2 separate regions of the Sus scrofa genome follow, and region 2 is linked to region 1. A link is a contact called in public Hi-C data. All regions are on one chromosome and are shown on one strand. The core of a region is the stretch at or near the end of the contact, and the rest is flanking DNA. Distances in the headings are between cores, read along the strand shown.

Evidence for each region. A called contact is a pair of places that touch in the nucleus more often than the background predicts.
Region 2: a contact with region 1 is called in a Hi-C map of liver, with 2.1 times the contacts expected there. The contact joins the promoter of TJAP1 here to the promoter of DNPH1 in region 1. A contact is called at or near these places in 1 of 5 promoter capture datasets (fetal skeletal muscle), 1 of 47 Hi-C or Micro-C datasets (liver) and 1 of 2 datasets of contacts at active chromatin or transcription factors (alveolar macrophages).

What each region holds. Positions count from the first base shown.
Region 1 is chr7:38,265,873-38,269,167 of Sscrofa11.1, forward strand. It overlaps DNPH1 (2'-deoxynucleoside 5'-phosphate N-hydrolase 1), which reads right to left and starts at 1,489. Exons shown (of 4, transcript XM_021098744.1): 1 at 1,188-1,489. The coding sequence starts at 1,467.
Region 2 is chr7:38,473,762-38,477,170 of Sscrofa11.1, forward strand. It overlaps TJAP1 (tight junction-associated protein 1), which reads left to right and starts at 1,420. Exons shown (of 10, transcript XM_021098776.1): 1 at 1,420-1,521; 2 at 2,034-2,135.

The DNA of each region.
Region 1 (3,295 bases), core at 239-2,738:
CAGGTGCGGACAAAAATAAAAGGTTTCTCAGGACTGCATTAGGTCGCACAAACCTAAATCTGCCCCTAAATGGGGCAAGGGAAACACTTAAGGTTTTCTGAGAAGTACAAGAATTCTGGCGCCATTTCCTAAGTAGAAAGCTGTCCAGAAACCAAGCCAACCCAGCAGAACGAGCAGGATGCATTAGTAACAGCCCAATCAGGGGGCCTGGGAGGGACGGTGGTCTCAGGAACAGGGGTCCCCGGGTCTGAGGGAGGGCTGATACCTCCACGCCAAAGAGGGGTAAAGGCAGGTGAGCTTCGTTCTCTATAGGAGGGATGTGCAGCCAGGCGAGGCCCACTCCCATTCAGCTGCTCCCTACAAACGCGTCTGGAAAGAGCCCAAGAAAGTTCTCCAAAAAGGAACCAAAGGGGAGACTAACTGCATGGGAGGAGTGGGCTCACAGGGCCGGTGCATTGCGACGTACACGCCATCTGACCCCGGGCCCTTTCCTTCTCGGGCAGGGGCGCTGCCGGAAGCACTCAGCAGGAGGGGGGCCAACGCCCGGACCCGACACCGCCGGCGCCCTCCCCTTGGCCCGCGCCCGGCGGCCTCACCGCGCGCGCTCAGCTCGGCTGCGGCCACGTGTTCCGTAAGCACAGCCCCAAAGCGCCGCAGCCGCGACACGATCCGCCCGTACAGTGCCTGGTCCTCGCGTCCTCCACGGATGCTCCCGCAGAAATACAAGGCCCGACGAGCCGGTTGGGGCTTCTGCCCGGGCCCCGGGAGATCCCCACCCTTCAGCGCTCCAACCACTGGTGTCGCCTCTGCGGCCATCACGCTGCCCTGTGCCCCCTCCCCCTCACGTGACCAGGCCCAGCCCCGCCCCCGGCTCGGCTGGGGTCTGTGAGTGACCACACCTTTGAAACGAAGGCGCGCTAGGCAGACACAGCTGGGAGCTCACCTACTCCCGGTACTTCTTTAACTTGTCCAAGCGGGAGGAAAGGTCCTCCCATCTCACCCACTGCTCCTGGCAGCCCTCCACCCCAGGAAAGCCCGTTTCTGCCGATGGCGACTCATTCCTCTCAACTGTTCACCCCCCACCGTCCCGACCTGGAAGACATTCTTGACTCTTCATCAAACCCTACGTCCTACCCGACCACAGCTTCCAGCGGCGCTCCTCTCCAGTCATAGACTCACATGCACACCTGTTAGGAACCAGCCTTGGATCCTGGTAAATTGGCCCCTGACGCAGAAAAGCCAATTTACTGCCACCTCGTGGTGGTGAAGGGAAGTGGAGCCATCATGCACCGCGCTAAGCAGGACCTCAAAACATGAAAAACCCCACCCTGGGGTTAAGGAAAACATTTTTAAAGGCCAGGTGAGGGGGGCGGGGGACGCCCCAGGGTGTAGGATCAGCTCTTGAGTAATTGCCTGATTGGCCAAGGCGAGGTAGGCAACAGGGCGCGGTGCCCCAGGAGTTAACATCGTCAATCCTTAGGAGCCAGACGCTGGGGGTGGGGGGGCGTTACCTGCTCAGGATCATCAAGTAGTCAATTTCTTCCACGTGCTGGTGGTTTAGAATCTGTAAAACAACGCAGGAAACGCGCAGCAGATACGATTATCCAGCGAGGAGCTAAATCAGAGCCTATGGGTATGGGGAGAGGCCTGTCCAGGGAAAACCCCCTCTGGGTCCTGCCTGGTCACACACCCACCACCTCCACTCAGCCACCCTCCTCCAAGCCTCCACTCCCTCTCTCAGCAGCGTCCTCACAGGCTCCCCACTTTCCTGCTACACAGTCTGGTCTCCTGCAGGGTGACCCTGGGAACACTCATTGCTTAGGCCTTGACCCTCCTCAGCCAAACCCTCCAAGGGCTCCCATCTCACGTGGGGTCACACCCAACCCCCCACAGGGGCCCATCAGCCCCACAGGCTCTGGTGACCCTCTCACTTCTCTCGTCCCAGGGCCATTAGCTCACTGACTTCTCTGCAGCCACTCTGCCTTCCTGGCTGTTCCTCAGGCAAGCTGGTCGTGCTCTTGTCTCCGATCCTTTGCCTCTGCTGTGCCCTGCAGCCTTTTGTTCCTCAGAGCTCCCTGGTCACGTGCTCACCTCCTCCAAGGCTGTTCAGGTCATCTTCCCTGACCCCCTTCTTCCAGAGGGCAGTCCCCCACCCCACCCCCTCCTCTGCCTTGTCCTTTCTCCTCCCCTGTACCAAATTGTTTATTATTATTATTATTTTGGCTGTGCTCCTGAAATGCACAAGTTCCCGGGCCAGGGATCCAACCCAAGCCACAGCAAGTACCCACGCTGCTGCAGTGACAATGCCAGATCCTTAAGCCGCTGGGCACGAGGGGACGCTTAATAAATTAATTTTGTTCTATGTCTTTCTATACTCGGTAGAATCTAAGCCCCCAGGAGGGCAGGGATTTTCATCTGTTTGTTCACTGCTGTATCCTCAGCTTTCAGAACTGTGCCTGGCATGTAGGAAACACTTATCACCTATGTCCTGAATGAATGAGTGGGTGCAGAGAGAAGCGGCTTTTGAAGGCACCTTCTAATCTGCTCAAGCAAGGTCTTGGGGGAGACACACCATGGCTCGCTGCTCATCACAATGATTCCCCCTCATTTTATGGTGAAAATGAAACAAATTTAGAACCAGACGTTCAAGTGGAACAAGAGAGCACGCAGTGCAAAGGAAGCCTGAGAGCCCAGTTCCATATTCCAGAGGAGCCTCCGTCCGTGGTGTCCCATGAATTCTTCCTGATTAACTGTGAAGTACCAAAACCGTGAGGTGACAGAGCAAACACAGTAACAACTTTTAAAAATGCAAAGACACACAGAGAAGGCAAGGAGGCCTTAGACCATCTCTGTCCTCTGATGGGCCCAGCTCCAAAGACGGGGACCAAGGGGCAAACGTGTGTGTGCTCAGCTGTGCACCAGGGCCCCGGGCACCTTCTCACTCCCAGTCACACGTGCATCCTTAGGAGGCCCCTCAGGTGCCAGGCTCCCTCGATGGGCAACCCCCCCTCCCGCCATCACACCTTCCTCTGGTTCTTGCCACAGTGAGGATCTCACCTGCACATATAAACATGGAGCATCTTGTTTCTCACTCTGAGACCTTAAAAAACAAAAAGCCAGCTTCCATGTCCTTAGGGCCCACACTTCCAATGGGGCTTCCCCTTCTTTCTGCGTTAGGATGAAGGAGAAGGAGGAAAAAGCATATTTTGTCTATCTCCAGATGGGACACAAGGGCCCGTGTTTGGTTCTGTGACCACAGTTGAGTTGGATGTGGATGCAGAGCCAGTCATGGCTG
Region 2 (3,409 bases), core at 170-2,669, 210 kb after region 1:
GAGCTCTGCTCCCTGAGGACCCTGCTCCAGTTTCACCTGGCTCTCATCCTACTCCCTCCCTCACTGAGTCTGGCTTCTGTCTTTGCTCCCATTCCTGATGTGGCCAAGTCTGGCCTTGGGAACCTGTACCTTCCATGTATGCATTTCCCTATTTTACAGTATTTTCAACACCTTCTCCCCATCAATACATTCCAAAATCCTGGAGTTCCCCTTGTGGCTCAGCAGAATCCTGACTAGTATCCATGAAGACTCAATCCCTGGCCTCGTTCAGTGGGTTAAGTGTCCGGCATTGCCGTGAGCTGTTGTGTAGCTCACAGACGCAGCTAGGATCCCTCATTGCTGTGGCTGTGGTGTAGGCTAGCAGCTCCAGCTCTGATTCGACCCCTAGCCTGGGAACTTCCATATGCCAGAGGTGCAGCCCCAAAAAGAAAAAAAAAAAAATCCAGAATCCCTCTATTACTCATCTCTATGCTATTCATTCATTCAATAAACATTTATTGAGTACCTACCATGCATAGACGCTGGGGATAGAATAATGACTGAGAAAAAGTTCCAGATCTTTGGAGTCTGCATTACAGTGGGAGATGGTCAACAAAGAAAAATACAGTATGTCAGATAATGATAAGTACAATGAAAGAAAATATTAAAGCAGAGTAGGGGAGAGTGATTAGAGATGTTGTTTTAGATAGAGTGGCCAGGGAATGCTTCTCTGAGGTGGTAACATTTGAGCAGAGACACAAATGGGAGGAGATATCTGGAGGAAGCACATCGCAGACACAGGGAACAGCAAACTTAAAAGCCCTGAGGCGGAAGTATTCTTAGTGCAGAATGCTATGCTATTTATTTTTTAAGCATTTATTGTGTGTCAGGCACCTGCTGCAGACTATGAAGATGCAACCAGACATTATTTTTGCCCTGAAGGAGCAGCAGCTTAGTGAGAGACACAGCATGTAAATATATTACAGCATAGGATAGCTACAGTGAAGTTATGTGTAAGTGGCTAGAGGTACCTACCAAAAGGAGCACCAAATCCAATCTGGGGAAATGGAGAAGGCTTCCTGGAGGAGGTGACAATTTGAGTTGAAAGCTGAAGGAGGAGTAGAAATTCATAATGCCAGGGGCATTAAGGGACTGAAAACAGGACAGCTGGGATCCATAAATCTCTGCGGAGAGGTGGAAAATGAGGCTGATGAAGGGGCGAAGAAGCTGGATCTTGCCAATTTCTACGTGGCAAGCTGAGACGCTGTCTTTTATCCTTTGAGTGATGGGGAACCAGTGCTACAATTCTCTCACTGTATTTTTGTGCTGTTTTACCTCATTCTTTTTTTCGCTTTTGTCTTTTCAGTATCAAAATCTTTTCCTACCACCGGGCGCCCCACAGCCACAGCCGAGGCCACACCCCATGACCACGCCCCCGATGACGCGCGGCGCCTGGTGCGTGGGGATTCCCGCGGCCGTGGCCACTACCCAGCCTGCCCCGCGGCAAGATGGCGGCCTGAAGGCAGTGGGCAGCGGCAGAAAGTTTGTTTTGGGATTGGAGTAGATGGGCCGGGAGTCTAGAGTTGGGGGGTCGCGGGGACGCCAACATGGAGTTGGGGCGGAGGAGGGGCTAACTTCGGGGTTGAGAAGAGGAAATGGAGTGGTGAAAGGTTGGAGGCGGAGAGGAAAAAAAGGGGGATAAGGATGGAGGGGAGGGGGCCTAAATTCCAGTCGTAGCCTTGGGGGAGGGGATTCGAAGCGGAGAACCAGAAGTAGGTGTGCAGTCCGGACGAAGCAGAGTCACAGATTAGAGGGGAACTTCTTAGCAGAGAGTGAGAGTAAAAAGTCCGGAGCATGGGGCCGAGGCCCAACCGTACCAGGCCGGCAGGAGAGGAAAGGGGTCTTATCCATGGAGGAAGATAATAGCGAAGGGGGAACGAGAGACCTGAAGGATGCTGGGCAGGTTTGGTAAGGAGGAAATAAAGCCAGTCAGATGACCCTTTTCTAGACTTAGATCAGCCTTTCCACAGTTCTTATAGCAGCATGTGCCCCAGTTTCAGCTGAAGACTCAGGGGCCCCAGGGACTGGAAGAAATCACAGTGCCTACTTGGAAAGAAGAAGAGGTAGCGACTTGCCCCAGCTCAACCCCAGAGCGGGTAAGGTGGCCTCCGGTGACAGATTGGCATGCTCCCTGGGTGCAGGGTGCATGGGCTCCGAGTGATGCTGAAAATCATTTAATCTGAGAAGGGCACTTTTCCATAGAGGCTGCCCTTTGCCTGTGATCTCTAAGTTAGTGTTCTACTTAGATCTCATTTTTGAGAGTTGGGCGTAGAATTGAGCCTTGTATGCCTTTACCTGTGCAGGCAAATGTGGACAAGAGCCTAGAGATCAGGCTGAGAGTATTTTAACACATCCCTGTCACAAGCAGTTTCCTTCATGCTCACTGTATTTTCCTTGATCTCCCCGTCACATCTTCAGTTTGGTATTCTGCCTGAAGTGGAGATATGTGGGGGACAGATGGTGGGGAGTCATAAGAAAACAAATTTTTGATGGTGTTCACTAACCGTTTAGGAACTGGCTGTCACCAACTCATTCCTGAATTCACTCTTGCAGCATGCCCACCTCTTTTGGTCATTTCTTTTGGTAAGAAGGGCCCATTAGTGTTCTTTGGAGGTGTGGATTTGGTGGGTAGTGGGGTCAGAAGAGTGAGGAAGGCAGACTGGGTTTAGGGAGGGGAAACCCAGATGAGTGTATGATAAGAGGTTAAGGTAACCAGTGTAAGGTTCTGCGAATGTTTTTCACATCATTCTGTCCCTAAGACCCCTAGAATTTGAGAGCCGCTTTATAGCCTGGATCAGTTTGATGATGGAAGGAAAGCATTGTAGAACTTGCCCATTTCTCTTCTGGTAGCTTTCTTCTCTTCCTTTATTTTCTTCCTATCAAATCACCTTTTTTTTTTTTTTTTTTTTGGTCTTTCTTTTTTAGGGCATGTGGATGTTCCCAGGCTAGGGGTCTAATTGGAGCTGTAGCCACTGGCCTACGCCACAGCCACAGCCACAGCAACATGGGATCTGAGCCGTGTCTGCAACCTACACCACAGCTCACGGCAATGCCAGATCCTTAACCCACTGAGCGAGGCCAGGGATTGAACCCGCAGCCTCATGGTTCCTAGTCGGATTCATTAACCACTGCACCACGACCGGAACTCCTCAAACCACATTTTTACAAACATCAGTTTCACTAGCCAGACTAAGCATGGCTTGAGAGATAGTGGGCTTGGGGTTGGAGAGAAGAGAAGGAGTCTGGAACCGTAGAGTGAGCGTGGTCCTCACTTCCTTTGATGCCACGCGGATGGCCTAAGTCAGCGTTACGAGCATGCTGCTTATGCCTGTTTCAGGACTAGCATCTGTTCCATGATTGGGCTGGGAAG